Linked DNA regions of Drosophila melanogaster: region 2 is linked to region 1. Evidence: chromatin contacts called from public targeted proximity ligation data. All regions are on one chromosome and are shown on one strand. The core of a region is the stretch at or near the end of the contact, and the rest is flanking DNA. Distances in the headings are between cores, read along the strand shown.

Region 1 (5,641 bases), core at 2,749-5,248:
TAGATAGAGTGTCTACAAGTTAGATATTTTTAGCTTCCCTCAACCACCAACTTTACATAACTTGTTTATTTGACTGATAACCACTTGAGAACTTTGTTAGCTTTGCTAACTTATCAGTCCTACAGATGACTCCTAAACCCCACCTGAACCAGCCCAGGTGAACTGTTTGGCCCACCCACTCACGTGAAGGCAGCGCGAAGCGTGCACAGCTGTCCATTTGTTTTGCACTATGACAATGTCATTAGCACTCGAAAGAAGGAATCGGGCACAAAGCCAAGCAGCAGATAGTCGCCGCCGATCGGCCGACAGAACAGAAAAGTTGTAAACATATATGTGTGCTTAGTTAAAAATAAAACTATTTAGCCTCTACGATGTCGTTGCCGTTACCATGGTGACGTTAATTCGCAATGGGAATTTAGCTGCTACAAATGCTAAAAAAGAGACTGCAATCTCCCCGGGCGGAGTGCGCAAATACCCGTAGTGCCAGAGATTAGCCCAAAGATGTGTAAGTAAATACATACATATGTGTATGATTCCAACGCTGGGAGGGTCGTCAGCTGGAGGAGATCGGGAATACTAATCGCATGTTAATTGATAACGACCACAACAAACTGCCAGGTAAGCAGGTGCAGCGCAACATTCTCGATACTGACGTACATTATACAATACCCGATTTCGATTGAGTGATAGAATACCAGGCAGTGCGATAAAGTAAGTATGCAAAATGAAAACAAACCATAACCAGTTTAAGGCGATGGAAAAACCCTTTCGGGGGAGTGTTTCATAAACTCCGCTCGCCTCGCATCTCCAGTGGGTTAGTCACATGACCTCACGGCGTCAGGAGGTGTGATCCGGCATGGTCTAGATGCTTAGATATATAAGCATATATGTACATTAGCATTTGGCAAGGGTAACTATAGGGCACACACTCTATATATTACGTGGCACAATCAACAAGTGACATGCCCCTAAGCACAGAAGTAAACATTTTGATTAGTGTCTTGATTAACAATTGCTTTTATTCATTGTTTATATGTACGTATAAATGTTCTTACTCTTATCGTTTAGTGTTTTTTTAATGTATACTCGAATTTCGATTCTCATATTCATAATTTTGCAATTGTAAACCAAATAAATAAGCAAGAGCGACCAACGATTAAAGACAAAACAAAACACTAGCTGCTCTCTTCAACTTCCTGACAGTGCCAACTAAGTTAGGATAGATATATTTCGTTATGCTTCAAGTCTTTCGATTAGTGGATATGCATTTGCATAGATCGAACAGTTCTTACTTGCTGACTTCCGGCAGAAATAAACCTTTTGGCTTTCTGATTAATTGCTGTTATCTATAGTTATTTATGTACATACATGATTTTTTCACTCACAAGCAGGCGAAAGGCACTTGAACAAAGAAACAAACAAACAAACAGGCGACGAGTACGCCCAACTTACTACCATATGCACAAGCTATATAGCCATCTATATGCATTTGCATGGGTCACTTGCTTATGTATGTATTTGTGTCTAGGGTCTAAACTGCTGCATCGGAAACTTTGAAACGTGACATGAGCTCTCCAATTCCTATGTATATACATCTTCCATCGTCCTAGAGCCTACAAAAGCCTATATATATATATATATATATATTGTATTTACATAGTGGGTAATATCAAATAGCAGCCTATCAACTCTACTTAACACAATGGCATATATAAATATGAGGGCGGGTCTATATTTTAGTTGACAATCTTACAACATTTATATGCGAGGGCTCAAGCCAAAGTATAGGTCTGAAATCCATTTCTTTGAAAATATTCTTTAATCATTATGCAACATTGCTTGGGTGATAAGAAAGTAGGTTGTTTTAAAAAGACATATAAACATTATGCAGTAAAATCTGATCTTACATTCCTTATCTAATCGAAATACATAACTGAAAACTGATTTTAAAAGGATGAGAGAAATGCTGAACTTAAGACCTTTACTTTCCCAAGCAATCTTTCTAAAGTCGTCCTTGATATTTTAGTTTGTCCCTGCCTCTCTCCATATTGACCGCCCTTCCATAAATAAAAACTAACTAATGACATAACTAGAGGCATTATTCCGCTCAGTTGCTCATTTGGAGCCCACCACTGCTGCGGCTACCCGTCGATGAGGAGCCCGTTAGCCCGAACTGCGAGACCAGCTTGTCGTAGTCCTCCAGCGAGGTCTCGAACTGCTCCAGTTGCCGGGACAGATCGTCCATGGCGCTGGCATCAGCGGAACTGGTTGCGATCGCTGTGGCCGCCGCCGTCGGACCGCATGCTGCTACACCGCCGGAACCACTGGATGCTGGCGGGGTCGAGGAAATCGATGAGATCTCTGCCTGCAGTTCATTAAGTCCCTTCAGCGGTGGCGCATGATAGCATTCCCTGTAGAACTTGGCCAGATCGTTTACGTGCGACGTGGGCGAGGCGAAAGGGAAGTGGAGCTCTTTTAGCAGATTATCATCATCAGGCGGTGGTTGTAGCGAAGGCTCTGAATGGTGACGATATGTGGCTGTGGCGCTGGCGGGGATCAGCAGGCTCTTTATTGGCGATACTGAGTTTTCCGAGTTCTTCTCGAAACTCTTGAAGCCTGCCGAGTTGTTGTTGAGATTGCTGATCTGGTTGAATTTACTATCCTGCGTACTATTGTTGTTATTACTGATGTTTACACTGGCGACCGAATTGTTATCCAGTCGATTGAGGGACTCCACAGAGCCGCGTCCTCGCAAAAGCCACTCGAAAGGCGGGGTTTCCGGCAACACAAAGTCATCTTCAGTGTACTGCTTTAGTTTGCCCATATCTGTGAAGGCTCCCGGTCGCAACGGCTTCTCTATATCGATAAACCGCCGATCGGCTGTACCCTGGGCGGGATTTAGGGCACCCAAGCCCAGTTTCTTGGCCACGACAGTGCCATTTTGAGTCTGCTGCTGGTTGCCAGGTGTATTGGCATCCGTGGCGGGTCTAAAGTGATCCGACTTCAGCATTATGGTGTTGCTCTCTGACTGGGCAGCCGTGGGCGAAATGGTCAGCTTTGTGCGGTAGGCCACGGACATGACCAGCGAGCCAACAATCGTGCTGAGTTGTCCGATCTTTACGTGCTTGTGACCCTCGCCCAGGGTGTGGACCTGCGGCCTGTCCACGTAGATCCTGTAGAAGATGCCATACGAGTCGGGGCACTGGCGCCGGGATAATTTGTAGGCGGGCGTGGTGCGGGTCAGCGATATGAGGGACTTGAGCATGATGCCCATGCGATTGTAGATGGCGTGGGCTGCCTTTAGGGTCTGGCCTTCGGGGTTCAGGTCATTGGTGGCCGGGGAGGCACCATTCTGGGGCTGGAGCAGGTCTAGGGACCACACCTCCAACACCATCTGGTCACCCTCAGTCGTTTTCAGGGATATTTCCACGCACAACGGCAGGCGCTGCAGAATGCTCTCTCCTGTCTTTAGGTTCAGAGCCCGCTTGGTCTCGTCCAGGACCTCCGGATGATCCTGCACGGCTATGTTAAACCAATCACTGCCCGCCAGTGGATTGCACTGTGTCTGCATCTTCTCGCCCAGTCGGGACTGCACCACCACCTGGGTGGACTTCAAGACCAGGAACTTGATGAACTTCTCCAAATCCCGTTCCGCTGCATTTAGACGCTGCGCCGACATTTCTTCGTTTTTCTTTGTTTTCCCCGTGCGTTTACGATTGTCTGTGTCCAAAGTTCGCTGTCTGCGTTTGTGTTTTTTTTTTCACTTTATGCGTTTCCGCGTTTTGTTTTGTCGCGGTTCTCTTGTTTTAGCGTCGCGCACTCTGCGTTCTAGGCACTGCTAAACGTGGTCAAAACTAGCCCGGGCATTTTGCCAAAACACTGTCATTTGTGCAACGCCCTTTCACTGCGATTCCGTGTTATTGTTTGTACGCAAGATCACTCCCGTTAACATAAAATAAAACCAGACCAGCGTCAGCTAGCACTCGCGATAGTATCGATAGTCCGATAATGGGCGTGTTAGGGATGTCTTGGTTTCGATATTGCTCGGTACCACTGATTTCGAAAAGAAGCTATTCACACACACGAGCTTCTGCACCAGCGACAAGCTTCCGCAGCACTGGCTTTATCTTTTATAAAAAGATATATATTGGTATACCAGTCAAAATAAACGTATATCTAAACATGTATTTTATGAAAGTTATGTTTTTTGAATGCAATTAGTAAGATGCAAAGAAATAGTTAGTAGTCAATTTGATATAAAATTTCAATTACAGATAACATTTATAGTATTTTTGATTGGACTGCATAAACACTTTCGCGGCAATTATGAAGCGGTTATTAGGCCGAGCTTTCAAAATAATATTAAACCAAATTGAAACAGCAGATGCGCATTCTGTGAGAATATCCTTTCAATCGAGGTTTCCAATCGAGCAAAACAACGAACTGGCAGCACAGGCGACGGTCTGGCATCTTCGCTAGCCTAAATGATACACGTCACGTAGACACAACGGCGCTTAATTTTAAATAATTTATTTTTGGAAGCCAAAAATAAACTTGACCGTCTTAGAATTACAATTTGGAACTATGCCACTGACTAGGAATCGCCACCGCCCCGTGCCTGAGCGTCAATTAGGCAGAAATGCTCCCTATCCGTAGACTTAAGGACATGCTTTGGTAGATATCGAAGCACGGAGGAAGGAACCTGGCTCAACATGGCCAAACGCTCCTGTTTGATGCGTTCCTCTTGCTCGGCATCGATCTTGGCCTTCATGTCAAAGTACTGAACATTTTCAGCGGTGGCCTCCGCCCGCTTCCGGTGATTATCCTCAATCATAGCAAGCAAGGAGGCTCCATGGGCCCGGCGTCTGCGATATTCATCCAGTTGCTTTTCGGAATTCTGGTTGATTGTATCCGGCGCCTCCTCCTGCCGCGTAGCCATCTCCGCCCGCTTCATCTGCATTTCGGCCATCTTACGATGCTTCACCTCCTGTCGATAGCGATCCAACTCCTGTCTGGTGCGCTGGCGAGACATCTGCTCCTGCTGCATCTGTTGGCGATAGCGCTCGTCACTCTTGGCCGTGTACTCCGCCTCCAACAGATCCAGCAGCAGATTGTCGCGATGCCGTTTTTTGTTCTGCAATAAGAGTTAGCTTTATTGATTGAATCGAAAAACCGCTTCAAGACTTACTTCGATTTCTAGGACTTGCTGGCCCAAACGAATGCTGATTTCTTGTTTTTTGCGTTGAATCTCCTGGCGTTCAGCCTCCAGCTGGAGTTTCCTGCGCTCCATGTCACTTTGCTTCTGGACTAAGTCACTCAACTCCTGGTTGTATTGAGCTCGCTGCCATTCTCTGAGTTCCTGGTTCTCCTTGATGGACCGCAGCATGTCCTGTCGCTTTTGTAGTTTTTTTCTCTGCGCCTCCAGCTCCTGGGCTCGATCCTCTTCCTGGATTTGCTTCTGCATCAGAAGGCTCAGCTCCCGGTCATTCATCACCTGAGCGTGCTCTTGCAGGCGCCGTCGGCGGTTCTCCTCCATTTGTTCAGCCAAGGACTCCCTAAGGCGGCGTTGTTCCTCCTTAAGAGCCACTTCCTTCTCACGTTGCCTGACCTCCAGCAGACAGCGCTCTTGGGACACTTCCGC
Region 2 (5,809 bases), core at 876-3,375, 170 kb before region 1:
GGGCTGGTCTCTCAACCAAAATGGCCGAAAACGAGGCCAAAAAGCAGGGCACAAAGGCCACTGTGTAGAAGTTGTACCTCCCGAGCATGTGCCGCAGCGCACAGTTGTACAGGATAAAGGTGTAGGCATTAGTAACTAGAAAAGCCGTCGATTGGATGATCCCTAGCAGCGTCTTGCGCAGATCGTCGCGACTTGGAATGCGGTGGCGCATCAGCAAGGACAGGGCGTACACTATTGTGTAGACCCGCAGGCAGTAGGGCGTGGCCGAGAGTAGTATACCGGCGGTGGCGCTCACGCAGTGGTCCGTCCATGGGTGCTGGAACTCCTTGCAAGTGATGCACAGTGGATCGATCAGCTTGCTTTGTCCCGCCATTTTGGAATGTAGATCTGCAAACAAATTGTGCTTTCAATTTATATAAAGATAATATCATTAGATGCAAAAGTCCACCTATGGACTGCTATACGAAAGGATTAGTGAGTTATAAAAGAACCTGCCAGGCTCGATTATCTCTCTCAAACTCGGTAAACATTTATAAATTAAAACTTTGCCACTTTAATACGTTAATTATAGTAGATATGATACCATTGTCATTCGATTTTGATAAGCACGCACTGTGAATGATAAGAAGCTACCATACCTTAGTAAGATTGTAGTAACGAAACTATAGTTGTTACCCATTTACCAAAATTTAATAAAAACTTAAATTAACTTTGACAACTTTGGTTAGAATATGTATATGTAATGGTTAGTCACCGCAAATGAGGTGGCCGGGTCCAAGTCCGTTTTTTAACCTTTAATCTTATCTTTGAGCTACGAACGTACAAGCTGTTATTGTTCTTCTCTCGACGCTATCGGTTGTTCCACTGAACTTGAAAATAGATCCGAATTTTGATTCGGTTTGGTCAATTTATTTTGTATTCCCGGGGGAGAACTGCGACAACTGCTGGCCAGGCCAGAACTGACTTATTCCTAGAGGCAAACCCAGGAACGATGGGTTGTATTGGAGGATTAGAGCTGTTCGTCGGGTATCTGTGGCAATTTACTGCTGTCAATCGATAAGATATGCGACAGATTAGCCGTTGCGGGGGATTCGCCAAAGGCAGGAACAAAGGTTTCACGAAATACGTAGGTTTGTTAATATTTGTCGAGAAGTAAATGAGTGAAAAATATGGAAGTTTATTTTGAGATATATTTGCACGAGTAAAACGAATCAAGGAATCATTAATGTTATTATGCTGCGATAAGATTAGCTGAATTTTTAACTCACGAGGTACTTTTTTTTTGTAGTTGTATTTATTGTTAAGATTATCGTCAACTTAAAGCACTTAAGATTACAGCCATAAAGAAAGCTATGTTTTAAAAGGCCCTTCAAATCGAACCACCTGCCACGAGATGCTATCTCTCGAACTTAGCAACCGACTTTTCTTGCCCGCGATTTGCATGAGAAACTATATGGATGAAGCCAAGGCACTAAACGCGGGGTCAACTTCGAGATCTTTGCGCAATCTAACAGAGAGACACGAGTTAAATACAGTACTGAAAAAAAAAAACAACAAAAAGACAGCTAATCTGCATTGTGGAAGTGAAGAGGGGCACTTACGCTGAAACTACTGGACACTTGACGGCGGCAATCACTCTCTAATCGCACCTTGATTTCCAATATTGGTTACTTAATACGCTGTTTGATGTTTGTTCAGTCTGAGATTTATAGAGTTGCAACTTTTCTAGCTCTTCGAGTTGAGAATTTGACAATATGTGACAACAAAGTGACGCCGACTGGAGTACCGGATTGAGATGTGAGTGTAACGCACTGATTACCCCGATTCTGGACCTCGTCCCCCTCACCGACGGACGCGAAATCGGGCGGGGGTATTTTAATGGATAATGGATGGCGTTGTATGGGGCGGGCAGAGTCCAACAACAACAAGTGGTTGGGCGGAGTGATAAATGCTTTCTGAGTCCGCTGCCGTCGAGCAGCAAATGCTGCGCCCTTTAGCAGGCCACAAACTGCATTTTTTTTAGTATACGCGCGACTTTAATCACTAATTTATCAGCTTTATTTTGACGGGAATTGCGCTTTGTAAACAATAATAAGGCGAACTGATGGCTATCGACTGCGCCTCTGCCTATCGCGTTATCGATAGACAGGCGGAGACCCATGGTTCCAGTGATGTAGCATTCAGCTTTTAATTGTTGCTTTTGCGCGCGAGTTTTGAATGCTAAATTTGTGAGCAACTTGTTGGATAAATCATTGGTCAGTGTTTACAATATGTTAGGTATGAATAAAAAATTAGTTCTGTTTCATAAGAAATATATTTCTCTATACACATTTTGGAAATTTTTTTTTTTTTTTTGGTATATATCTGAAAATGGCAAAATGGCTTGTAAAACTTAAAATTGTTATCTCATTTTTAAATATGTGTATTAAAACCCATCATTTCGTAATAAAGCTGTATATATATATATGGGAAAAAGATTAATGGGATTGAAGCTTAACTTATTTGTTGCACATTTCAATTTCGTTTGTTTATTGAGTCGAATAGGAACAGTATTCTTCGTTCCTAATTAAACAATATATTTCACCTCGAGTGGAATTAAATTGGCTGAAAATTATCGTGCTAAGCTGTAGATTCCGCTCTTGCTCATCCTGTTTTCCATTTTCCTTTGCGGCCTGCCGCCCACGCGTTGCTCGAATTTTCATTTGTGAATCCTGTGGCCTCTGAGGCCACAATTCGTGCCACAATCAACTCAGACTCCATCCCGACTACCAAAGCACTTGGCCTGCCAAAATGGTAGACTCAGGCAGAGACTCTTTGCCTGCACAATCAATTGGATTTCGGTTGTAGTTCATAAAGTGTATCTGTGCATGTCTCTGGCTGAGCACTTGTTCCACTTTCAATTCCAGCGTCCTTTTGCTCCAGCTCCTGCCTATATTCATTTACGCATGCACTGAAAGAATATCTTAATAAAAATTGATAATATCAATAAATATTTAATTAAAGAGACATACTGTTAGACATAAAACGAAATTCTCCTCAATTTTTTGTTTGCACACCAACAAATGTTTATTGTAAGTTTATTCCATTTTTACTCCTCATTTGACAGATTGTTTTTTCAGTGTTAAGAAGCTCTTTCGGTGCGGTTGACAAGGCTCAGCGGATATACAAAATATTTCGTTATTGTTTGTGGCTGCTCCCATGCCGTTGCTTTTGCTTTGGCTGTTGCTTTTGCCATTTACCTGTGGCACGGCTTATTTTGAAAAGCCAAAAGCGCTTAAGTAGTTCATTCGGTTCCAGGCCTAAACTGAGATGGCAGCTGGGGTGAGTCCTGGTTCATATCCTTTCCACCTTTGCGGTCGCTGCGTAGCTCCACTTTTGCCGTTTCCCGCTCAAATGCTTAGCGAAATTGCGGCCGCTTTGTGTGATTCGCCTGTTTTTGCTGCGGCTTAAGAATGGTGTTGTTTTTTGGGGGTGTAGAGTGCCATGTATATCAAATATACTTGACTCTGTCAGGACCTGGCACTCACTTAATTTACTCGAGGTGTTTTGGGGTTGCTTCTCCGTCCCTGATATCCCGGGATAAGTTCTTGTTTCTGACGTGCCGCTAAGTAAGCACTTAAAAGGCAAGGACCCTATTGTTGCTGCTAATCTAAGGTTGTCCCGCTTTCTTTGGGGTTCAATTGGCAATTAGCCCGGTCGCAGGACAGACCAGGTTGCAGGACAGACCAGGTTGCACGTTGCAGGTCGAGTGCAGGATAATTGTGAAAATAGCCGGCAGCCGCACACACACACACAAGGACCTTGTGAGCTGTCAATCCGGCAGCCACTTAGAAATCAATTTGTCCAGCGATCCGTGCGTTTAATATGCAGCGAGTTACAAGGAACGGATTTTCCGAATCTACAGCCAACTTGGGATTATATTTGGGTTGGGGTGCCCATTGAGTTGCTTGACCACACCGTCCCACGACTCCACCTACTCCCTCACTGGTTCACCAAACTCGCCGTCTCTCCGGCATTTATAGACTTGTCTTGGGCTCATTTATCCTGGTCGGCAAACCAAGCCGAGAACCCAAAAACCCCCCGGCGCTTCTTAATGTGGAGGTCCTGTCCAGGTCCAGCCGCCTGCATGTGGCCATTTGTTTAGGCCCTCTACGTGTGTGCGGTTGCGTCCAAATGTGTTCAATTAAGCGGTAATAAATTGTTCATTTGCTCATTGGTGCGCACGGCCATTACGAAAACGGTAGGATCAGGGGGACAGGATCTACGGCCGAAGTAGACATTGTCGTCACTGTAATATTTCATGGGGACCAGCAGCGTACATTGATGCATATCCTGCCATTAGCAAGCCTTTTGCATAATACACAATTAATTTTGCACAAACTTGTTATTTTATTAATTGCTTTCATTCGCTTATTTCTTATTTACCCCCCGTCGTCGATCACAATGTGGTTAACCGGAACATGGTATTGGTGTTAGTCTCGGTCAAAACAATGTCCCTGAATCGTCAATATACGTGGCCGGACCTTCTGACCAAGAAGTCAGGCCGAACGATGATGGTGACCATCTCGATTTCCCATTTACCACTTGTGCAGACCAAAAAGTGTGGCCAAGACCGCACTGACTTCACTTCAAAATATAAATGTTGTGGCTTCTGCTAACGAACAGAGTGCCAAAACAGACATTTTCCATTCCACCCAACAAAAAAAACCCAATCCCAACCCATGAGCTCTTTTGTTTTCTTGGTCTAAAGTCACACATGTTCGCCGATGAGTGAATGTGTCAAATGTCGCACAGCCATGGAAAACCGAGAGACAATTGCCGCAATTCCAACCAGATTCTTGTCGGCCGGATGTTGTAGGCAAATGTAAAATTAACAATGGATTATGTTCGCCACTTACTATTAACTGGATATTCTATTAAATTAAATACTCCCTCTAAGAAGAAGTGCGCTAAAATTACATAGAGTTGGATATCAATATTATTAAACATGACAGTTTCGAAGAATTGGAATTGTTTAAACTATCTGTTGTAACCCAAAATGAATTAATTTTGGCCGAAAAGTCAGAAAACTACATTGGCTAAAATTAGACCAAAAAATTTGGTTTTCATCATAACTCGCGTAAAAATGATCATTTAGCAAAAAGAATAACTTTTTTGTAGAGCTTATTACCAATGCTAACGATCCCTATCACTAATTGGGGAATTTTTGAAAATTAATTTTTTTTTCAAAATGTGCAAAAAATTACCAAAAAATTAAAATTTTTAAATTTGAATGCAATTTTTTTAGGAATTCGATTACGAGCTCAAAGAAGTATTACATTTCATATTTTGACCAATTTGTATGTTTCTATGCCCAAAACCCATGATTTTCCGGCAACTTGGGCCATTTGGAGCGTACAAAAATTAAAATATTTAATATATAATCAGGGCAATGTCAGCGAGGATTCCATATGCTACCATATGCAAATTTGTCTACTTGGGAGGAACAACAGCAGCGTAAACAGGACCGAAATCAATTCCCCTTGGCCCACCCAAGGTGCAGTATTTCCGAAGTAGAGTCAAACGAAATTAGTTTGCTGCTCATAAAACTTTTCCACGAAGTTTCCGCTGCCCACATACCACACTCACTCCCACATCCACACCCATACCCGCTGCGATCCTGAGAGTCCAGGTAAACTTTTTGGGGGTATGTGTGCATATAATAACTTTGGTCTGCCGCCGTTGGGTGAATGTGTTTGGGGGATATGTTGGGTGGTGGCTCTTCCACCGGAAATCTTGTTATACCCTGCATGGCTCTTCACCCGGGATC

What was found.
Region 2: a targeted proximity ligation map of the S2 cell line shows a contact between it and region 1, with 5 times the contacts expected there. A contact is called at or near these places in 5 of 107 Hi-C or Micro-C datasets (the Clone 8 cell line, the Kc167 cell line and the S2 cell line) and 2 of 7 datasets of targeted methods (the Kc167 cell line and the S2 cell line).

What each region holds. Positions count from the first base shown.
Region 1 is chr3R:8,348,172-8,353,812 of dm6, reverse strand. Atg13 (Autophagy-related 13) reads right to left here and starts at 3,998. Exons shown (of 1, transcript NM_141539.4): 1 at 996-3,998. The coding sequence starts at 3,679. The coding sequence ends at 2,108. It overlaps CG7352, which reads right to left. Exons shown (of 3, transcript NM_001170079.1): 2 at 5,189-5,641; 3 at 4,517-5,134. The coding sequence ends at 4,595. mir-9380 (mir-9380 stem loop) reads left to right here and starts at 5,035; the gene lies at 5,035-5,111.
Region 2 is chr3R:8,514,184-8,519,992 of dm6, reverse strand. CG11737 reads right to left here and starts at 2,125. Exons shown (of 5, transcript NM_141546.4): 1 at 1,602-2,125; 2 at 1-387. The coding sequence starts at 373. lncRNA:CR46228 (long non-coding RNA:CR46228) reads right to left here and starts at 2,950. Exons shown (of 1, transcript NR_133366.1): 1 at 2,609-2,950.